2 separate regions of the Callithrix jacchus genome follow, and region 1 is linked to region 2. Evidence: chromatin contacts called from public Hi-C data. All regions are on one chromosome and are shown on one strand. The core of a region is the stretch at or near the end of the contact, and the rest is flanking DNA. Distances in the headings are between cores, read along the strand shown. Region 1 holds the start of TSPAN18 (tetraspanin 18). Region 2 has its middle 57 kb from the start of CD82.

The links. A called contact is a pair of places that touch in the nucleus more often than the background predicts.
Region 1: a contact with region 2 is called in a Hi-C map of induced pluripotent stem cells, with 3 times the contacts expected there. The contact joins the promoter of TSPAN18 here to the enhancer-like site in region 2. A contact is called at or near these places in 3 of 3 Hi-C or Micro-C datasets (induced pluripotent stem cells and skeletal muscle).

The regions. Positions count from the first base shown.
Region 1 is chr10:109,754,240-109,758,083 of calJac240_pri, reverse strand. It overlaps TSPAN18 (tetraspanin 18), which reads right to left and starts at 1,888. Exons shown (of 10, transcript XM_035262412.3): 1 at 1,565-1,888. All of the region lies in intron 2 of LOC144578001 (a long non-coding RNA gene), which reads left to right.
Region 2 is chr10:109,652,451-109,656,265 of calJac240_pri, reverse strand. No RefSeq gene overlaps it. Among named protein-coding and RNA genes, the nearest start is that of CD82, 57 kb to the right of the region's middle. Within about 2 kb of position 1,530, at least 2 of the 16 cell types and tissues checked have an H3K27ac peak or open chromatin away from gene starts, as enhancers often do.

The sequences.
Region 1 (3,844 bases), core at 639-3,138, 100 kb before region 2:
CGGGCGGGCCCCCGCGTCCTGGAGGTCGGCGCAGTTTCCTCACAGGAGCCAGGACGCGCTTCCTGCGGGCGAGGGCCGGGGCAGGGCGCCCCCTGGCGGGAGCCCACTCGCCTCGTTCCAGCAGGACCCGGAGCCGGCGCGATCCCACCCGGGCCGAGCACCCTCCCAACCGGCTCCCACTGCCCCTCTAAATCCGGACGTGCCCGAGCCTCCCATCCACCCCGCACCCCACGGAATCTCCGCTTGCCCAAACCGCACACGCCTAAGGAATAAGGGGCGTCCTGGAGGAACGCGTGGCGCCACCGCCCCGCCCCTCAGCCAGGGACACCAAAGGCGGCCCGCCCTCTTTGCCACTGCCCGTCCCCGCAGCCCTCCCGGCCCGGATCGCCGCTCCGGGTCCCTGGTCCCTCCCTGCCCTGCTACCGGGTGGCATGGCGCGCAGCCCCTTTCCGGGCGCAATCCTGGCCGAAACCCCGAACCTCGCAGCCACACCTGCCACCCCGCGCCGTTCTCCAGAAGCCCCTACTCCCCCGCCAGGAGCGTGGGGCGCCCACCGGCTCTGCACCTGTCCTGGGCGCAGCCCCGGCCCTCGGCGGACCCGGGGCCGGCACCGGGCGAGCCCGTCCCCGGCCCCTCCAGCCCCCGCGTGCTAGTTTGAGTGGAACTTGGCTGCTGGGCTTCCCGAGACCGTCCTGGGACCCCCGCTCCACCCCACTCGCCCGCCGCGTCCAGCAGCACCCCCGAGCCGGAGCGCGGGGGCTCCCCAGATCCCCAGGGGCGCGGCGGCAGCGTGGGGAAGGCGCAGAGGTGCGGAGCCCCCTACCTTCCAACGGCGGCGGCCGGACCCCGCACCAACTCCCGCCGGCGGCCGGGGGGAAACTTTCCTCCGCGGAGGGGCGCGCTCGCAACTTGCCCGGCGCCGGGTGCCTTCCCAGAGGTGGCGGTGCGTCCGGGGACCGCAGGCGCGAGGCAGCAGCTTTCGCTCGGGGCTCGGGGCCGGGGCCGGGGCAGGCGCCGGGGCTCAGGCAGCCTCGCTCCGCTCCGCGGTGGATCGCTCAGCGCTGCGTCCGCCCCGCAGCCTGGAGCCCCGCGACGCCGGCGGCAGCTGCACGCCCGCCAGCCCGCCGGCCCCACCTCCGCCGCCGTCCGTCCCTCCCCTCCCCCGCGTTCCCTCCCCCTCCCCAAACCTCCGCCCCTCCCCGCTCCCGCCGCCGCCGCCGCAGAGACGCGAGTCTCCTGCGCGGGCTGCCCCTCGCCTCCCGCCGGCCTCGGCCTCCGCGTCCACGCCCTGTCTGGGGGTCCCTGGGCCCGCCCTCTGCCCATCTCCCCTTCCTCCGCCCCCGACCACCTCCCGCTCTGCTCGCCCGCCCTCGCTGCGTCTGAATTCGGAAGATCGTCGCGGGAGTGGGGAGGGGCACGGTGGACCCGGGGTGTTTATTCCAGGGGAACTTTCAGCTGCCCCCGGGGCCCGACCGCTGGGCTTGAGGTGGGATCCTCGGGCTGGACCTCGTTCCTGGGCTTCACGTTGCCCCCGGAGTACCTGTGGAAAGCCTGGGGAACTCACCGTCCTTTGACTTGCAGATAAGAGAGGGGCCTGAACGCAGGTCAGATGCAAGTGACTTGATTGCTAGGGGCCAGATCTGTGTCTCCAACCTCACAGCTGAAGTTCTTGGTGGGCTGGGGAGCTTATCTTTTCTTTGTACTGCTGCCACAGCTGCACCCCCTCCCAGACCCTGACCTGACTTCACTGAGACTTAGAACCTCTGAGCTTCCGTTAAAACAGCTACCCGGCCTGCCCCAGACAAAACGGACAATCCAGCAGATCCCAGGCGACAGCCCAGGTGAAAGTGCTCGGTGACTGCCTTGACGACCGGGGCTCCGGCTGCCCACTCCTCTTCCCTTGGCAACTCTGTTTTGAGTCCTAGACTGAAGCTTCCACACCCCGTCCCCAGGGGCCCTAGAATTCAAGCACACTCCAGCTCTGCACGAGGCCCTTGGCCAACTGATTCTCACTAAGGAGTGACTGATAGGAAGGAGTTGACCCTGCTCCTGTCTTGTATATAAATGGTGGTGGTGAGACCACAGGGCAGATTTTGGGGTGTCTTTTTGTTTTTGTTTTGTTTTTTAGACAAGGCCTCACTCCGTTGCCCAGGCTGGAGTATAGGGGGGAAAGCACAGCTCCCTGATAGCCTCCACCTCCTGGGCTCAAGCAATCCAATCCTCCCACCTCAGCCTCCCAAGTAGCTGGGACCGCAGGCATGCACTATCATGCCTGGCTAATGTTTTCTGTTGTTTTTATGTTTGTGTTTTTGTAGAGCTGGGGTCTTACCATGTTCCCCAGGCTGGTCTCCAACTCCTGGCCTCAAGTGATCCTCCCACCTCAGCCTCCCAGAGTGCTGGGATGATAGGTGTAGCCACTTCACCCAGCCACCAGCCAGAGTTTTGAGAAGCAGAAGTGGCTGCCTTTCCTTGCCCACATTCCAGGAAACGGATACATCCCTGTAAGGACTTTAGGGATGTCTGGTCCTTTCAAGAACTTCACGGACTCTCCAGGACTCAGAGTAGTCAGGTTGCTGGAAGAAAAAGTCCTGGATCCATGGTTTTAAAGGGACCCATGGGGAGGAAATCTCTAATGGTGGTGTTTCTGTAAGAGGAGGACCAGAGGAAGGCCTCTGTGTTCACCCTTCAGCTGCCAAAACAGAATGGAGGGTGGAGGTTGACCCCTCTCACTGAGAACCACACAGGCCCTGCACTTGGGGAGGCTGCCGGGAGAGGCCCTGTGTCGGCCTCCTTGGACACCAGCCCCACATACCTTTAAAGAAGAAAAATGGGAAACCCAGTGAGGGTGCTGGAGCTTGGGAAGTGGAGACCAGAGACAGACAGAGGAAGGGATAGAGCCTCTAAGGGTCTGGGGTTTGGCAGTAATGGGCAGAGCGTAGGGGAAGAGCGGGCAGATCCTCTGCACCACTCAGACAACCAGCTGGGTCTGTAACTCCGGCTCCAAGTCAGTTTCCTGGACCTCCCCCTCTCTCCAGCCTCCGTGGAGAACCCGGCCCTATCTGTGCACCAGCTAAGGACATCTGCTGAATAGCCGTCTCTAAATCAACTCTTATTTTGTCATTTTTGGATTTACTTAAGTGAGCTTGTTTTTAAAAAGATCTGTTAAATTGCTACCATAAATGGAAGGCCAGCATCACATTACTATAAATAGAAAGTAACCATTAAAATAAATACAATGAAAATAAAAGTGTTATTAAATTCTAACAATGTATCTTTAACCACAATAATAATAATACAGTCTAACAAGATACTGCTGCCTGAGGAAGGTGAGGAGGCCCAGGCCCCACTTTCCCTTGGAAAGGGAGATTAGCAAAGGCTCGAAAGCTGTTAAAGACACATTAGCAACAAACTCTTCATCAAGAGGGTTCAAAGAGAACTGGGAAGGGACCCCCTCCAACCCCACTGCTCACCAGGTCAGTTAGGGTATTGGAGGCCCTTGGATTACCTCCAATGACTTTCATCTCCTTGAAAATCTCTGATGTCCTCTTAATTGGGAAGCATAAATATTGGTGCAAAAGTAAGTGTGGGTTGGGCATGGTGGCTCATGCCTGTAATCCTAGCACTTTGGGAGGCTGAGGTGAGTGGATCACAGGGTCATGAGATCGAGACCATCCTGGCCAACATGGTGAAACCCCATCTCTACTGAAAATATAAAAATTGGCTGGGCATGGTAGTGCTTGATGTATTCAGCTCCTCGGGAGGCTGAGGCAGGAGAACCGCTTGAACCTGGAAGGCAGAGATTGCAGTGAGCCGAGATTGTGCCACTGCACTCCAGCCTGGTGAC
Region 2 (3,815 bases), core at 281-2,780:
CTCCAGTAACTGGCTCTAGACCTGAAGGTGGATTTGTGAACCTGACATGAATGACTCCCGGATTGTGTAGTAGATCAGGGCTATTGCAAATAGCTCAGTGTTTTCAAGTTTTGGTTTCCACACTGTAAAGGGGTTGGGGGGGAGCAAGTGTGTCTACACTGTTGGAGTGTCAGGGTGATGATCATTGGGAAGCAGACAGGGTGCCGCGGCTGCTGGGGCCCACGACGCAGCCCTCGGTGGTGGCTGCCTGCACTCTCCTCTTGCTGCCCAGCTGCCTCTTTGCCTGCTGTGAGCCCCACCTTACCCCAAAGGATCAGCCCTGTTCGTCTTCCCAGCTCCCCTATCTGGGGTCCTGCTCACAGCATCCTTCTCAATCCCACTGTCTGTTCCTCCCCTCTGTGGGCTCCCTTGGGTTTAGAGCCTGCCCCTCTGGGGAAGGGCCTTGACATAGTTTGGCTCTGTGTCCCCACCCAAATCTCATCTTGAATTGTACTCTCGTAATTCCCATGTGTTGTGGGAGGGACCCAGTGGGAGGTAAGTGAATCGAGGGGCAGTTTCTCCCATGCCGTTCTCGTGGTAGTGAATACGTCTCAGGAGATCTGATAGTTTTATGAGGGGAAACCGCTTTCGCTTGGCTCTCATTCTTCTCTTGTCTGCCACCATGTGAGGCATGCCTTTCACCTTTCTCCATGATTGTGAGGCCTCCCCAGCCACGTGGGACTGTGAGTCCCTTAAACCTCTTTCCTTTGTAAACTGCTCAGTTTTGGGTATGTCTTTATCAGCAGCATGAAAATGGATTAATACAGGCCTCTCTCCTTCCATTTTTACCAGACCCCTACCTACCCACCAAATGAGTTCCTCAACAGCTTCCCGTTGGGAAGAATTCAGACACCACCCCAAGCACCTGAGTCCTCTATGAACCAGGACCAAGAGGACTGGCTGCTGGGATCACAGGGTCCCTGTCACCCTGGAAGCCCCAAGCCGGGCTCACCCTGGTGTGTGATGCAAGGGCAGATGGAGCCCTCCACTCCTTCAGCTGCCACCAGCATCCCCTCCCACCCACACGGTGGCCCAAGAGGCTGCTGGGGACTCTCCAGCTCTCTCGCTCCACTCCTCACCTCCGCACAGTCCTTCTGCACTCCCAGCTGTTCCTGCCCGCCGCCCCTCTGCCCCCAGCATCCTGCAGGAAGCCCACTCCTGTCCCAGGGGCTACCGCTTGAGGCATCTGAGGTCACTGGGAAAGAGGGGCTTGGCTCTGGACCTGACATTCCCCTGGCTCAGAAGGCAGGTGCTGGGGAAATGATGTCAGAGGGGCAGCTGGGGGCCTGGAGCTCACAGCTCAAATGTCCCCTAATGGCCCTCCTACTCGCTCACCTTCCCACTAGGCAAGAGGCTGAGCACAGGCTCTTACCTGCCCCAGCCCCAGTCCCTTGGGCCAATCAGAGGCACCAAGGTCCAAAGTCCTCCCATAGGCCTCATTCCTGCTCAGGGAAGGTATCCCCAGTGGACAGAAAATCCCACTTGAAGCTGGGGCCAGTCCTGGAATGGGCTGCTTGGGGAATGAGCTCACTGTGTACGTGACCGCATTTGGCTCCCACAACTGCACTGGGAGTGAGGAATGAGAGCACCCATTTTCCAGATAAGACTAAGAGAGGTGAACTCATGCAGCCTGTAACCTCCAGCAAGCAGCTGCTCTGATTCTATTTGATTTCAGTTGGGAAGGGGATTGCTGGGGCAATGGCTGATTCCTGCACTGTGGCTAGAGGGGACAGGGCTGAGCGATGAGTCCTTCCCCCTACTTTCCTGTTTGTTCCACGCACTGTTCATTTTACTTCCTTCCACAGGATAGGGCCTTGGATGGGCCCCAGGGATCCCACAGCAACACGCGGCTTAGATTGTGCTGTCAGCAGTTGGCAGCATGTTCTGGCATGTACCTCTGTACATGTGGGAGGGTGTGCTGGTGTGCATGTGTGTGCTGTATGTGCGCACACGTGTCCTGGTGCATCAGTTGTGTGCGAGCATCCCTACACTCATCAGAATGCAGGTGCCATGTGGGCAGGGGGTTTGTGTTTATTCACTGCTGTTTCTAAGATTCTACAACTGTGCTTCACAAATAGTCTGTGCCCATTAAGTATTCTTGGGATGAATGAATGAATGAATGAATGAATGAATGAATGAACGAACCTTAGCCTACAGCCTCTAAAGACCCCAAAGAACAGCCAGACCTTGGGCCTGAGGCAGCACGGTAACTTGAGTTTCTGTCCCTCTGCAGGCGAGGGGAGGTGATGGGAGTGCTGGCCCAGGAGATGCCTGATGGCTGGTCCTCCAGTGTCACCAGTGTGCCCCTACACCCTGCTGCTCTTGGCCTGGGGGACTTGCTCAACTGGAAGACCTTGGGGCAGAGGCTGGAGGCAGCTCTGCTGGGAGACAGGACAGTGGTCAGTGGCAGAGGGGCTCTGCAGTGTCGGCCTGGGAAGGCCAGGCAGGAAGACACTTGGCTTTCCCTGTTCACCACGGGCTACCTGCAAGCTTAGTCTCAGGGAAGAAGAGCTGGGGTTCCTCCCAGCTGGGAATGGACTGAGCATTCAGGGGGCTTCAGGGCCTCAAGTGTGTGCATGTGAGAGAGAGTGCCTGTATGTATGTGCACATATACCAGGCTGCCATTCAGTACTCACCCAGCCAGCCATGCTAGTTATTAATAAAATGGTGAAATATTTCTACGCCAGTTGAAAATCCCCCCCAGCCCAACCTCTCAGAGCCCTTGTACCTCCCACCATTCCATACATAAGGATCCTAGTCCAGCTCGGGCCTGACTTCCATTCTCATTGGTCAATGGCCATGCCAGTCAGTGCCCCCCAAAGTCCAGCTTCCTGGACACATCCTAGGCACTGTCTCTAACCTCCTATGGGAGCCCAGAGAGCAGCCCTCTGCCAGAGACATGCTTCCTGCCTGCCCCAGAGAGCTGTGGGTGGGCACTGGCAAGGAGCACCCTTGTATCCTCCTGCACATGGGCACCATGTGCCAGTCCTCTGGGCCTGGCAGGGCTTTTAGCAGGAGAGTCAGAAGCCCACAGAGGGCCCAGGGAGGGCAGCTGGAAGGCATGGAAGCCCCAGATGAGCTTGGGACAAATGGCTGGCTACAGGGACCATTTCTGGTATTAGACATGGGTCTATGCTCCCTCCCTCCCAAAACCTCACAGGCTGGAGGTAAGTGGGGAGCTAAAACTGGGTGATTCCCAGGAGGCCAAAATGAAGAGGTCAGCAGTCTTGGAGCTCACAGTGACCAAATTTCACAAAACCAAGGGCCAGGGCCTCACAAACTCCACGAGCTGGGGCTGTCGTGGGAAATCTGGGAGGGCAGGAGGCAGTAGAGTGTGGTCTTTGAAATCAGATACGTGGATTCAAATCCTGGCTCCAGCCCCTTCAGCTGTGAGCTCTGGGCAGGATGGACGTGTCAGAGGAAGCTACCCACCCCTTCAGTAACTGCCGAGTTTTCTGTTGTCTATTTTGCAGACAGTTTTGAGCCCACCCCCAGCCTGCCAGGCCCCAGGTCGCACAGGAAGATGGAGATAGAGCTGGATTCAGACTCAGGTCCCCTAGCTCCGTGAGAAAGCATTTATGAAGATACCCCAACGGCTCTCTGCTACTCTTCCTGAGGGTGGAAGCTATGGGGGCCCAGGGTGGTCAGGCCAGGTGGAACCATCGATACTTCCCGCCCCTCCCTGCGTCCCAGAGGGAGGCAACCAAGGCCACAGAGGGACCCACAGCCGACCCCTGCTGACGCCTCCTCAGCTACATTTGCTGGGAGGTCAGCAC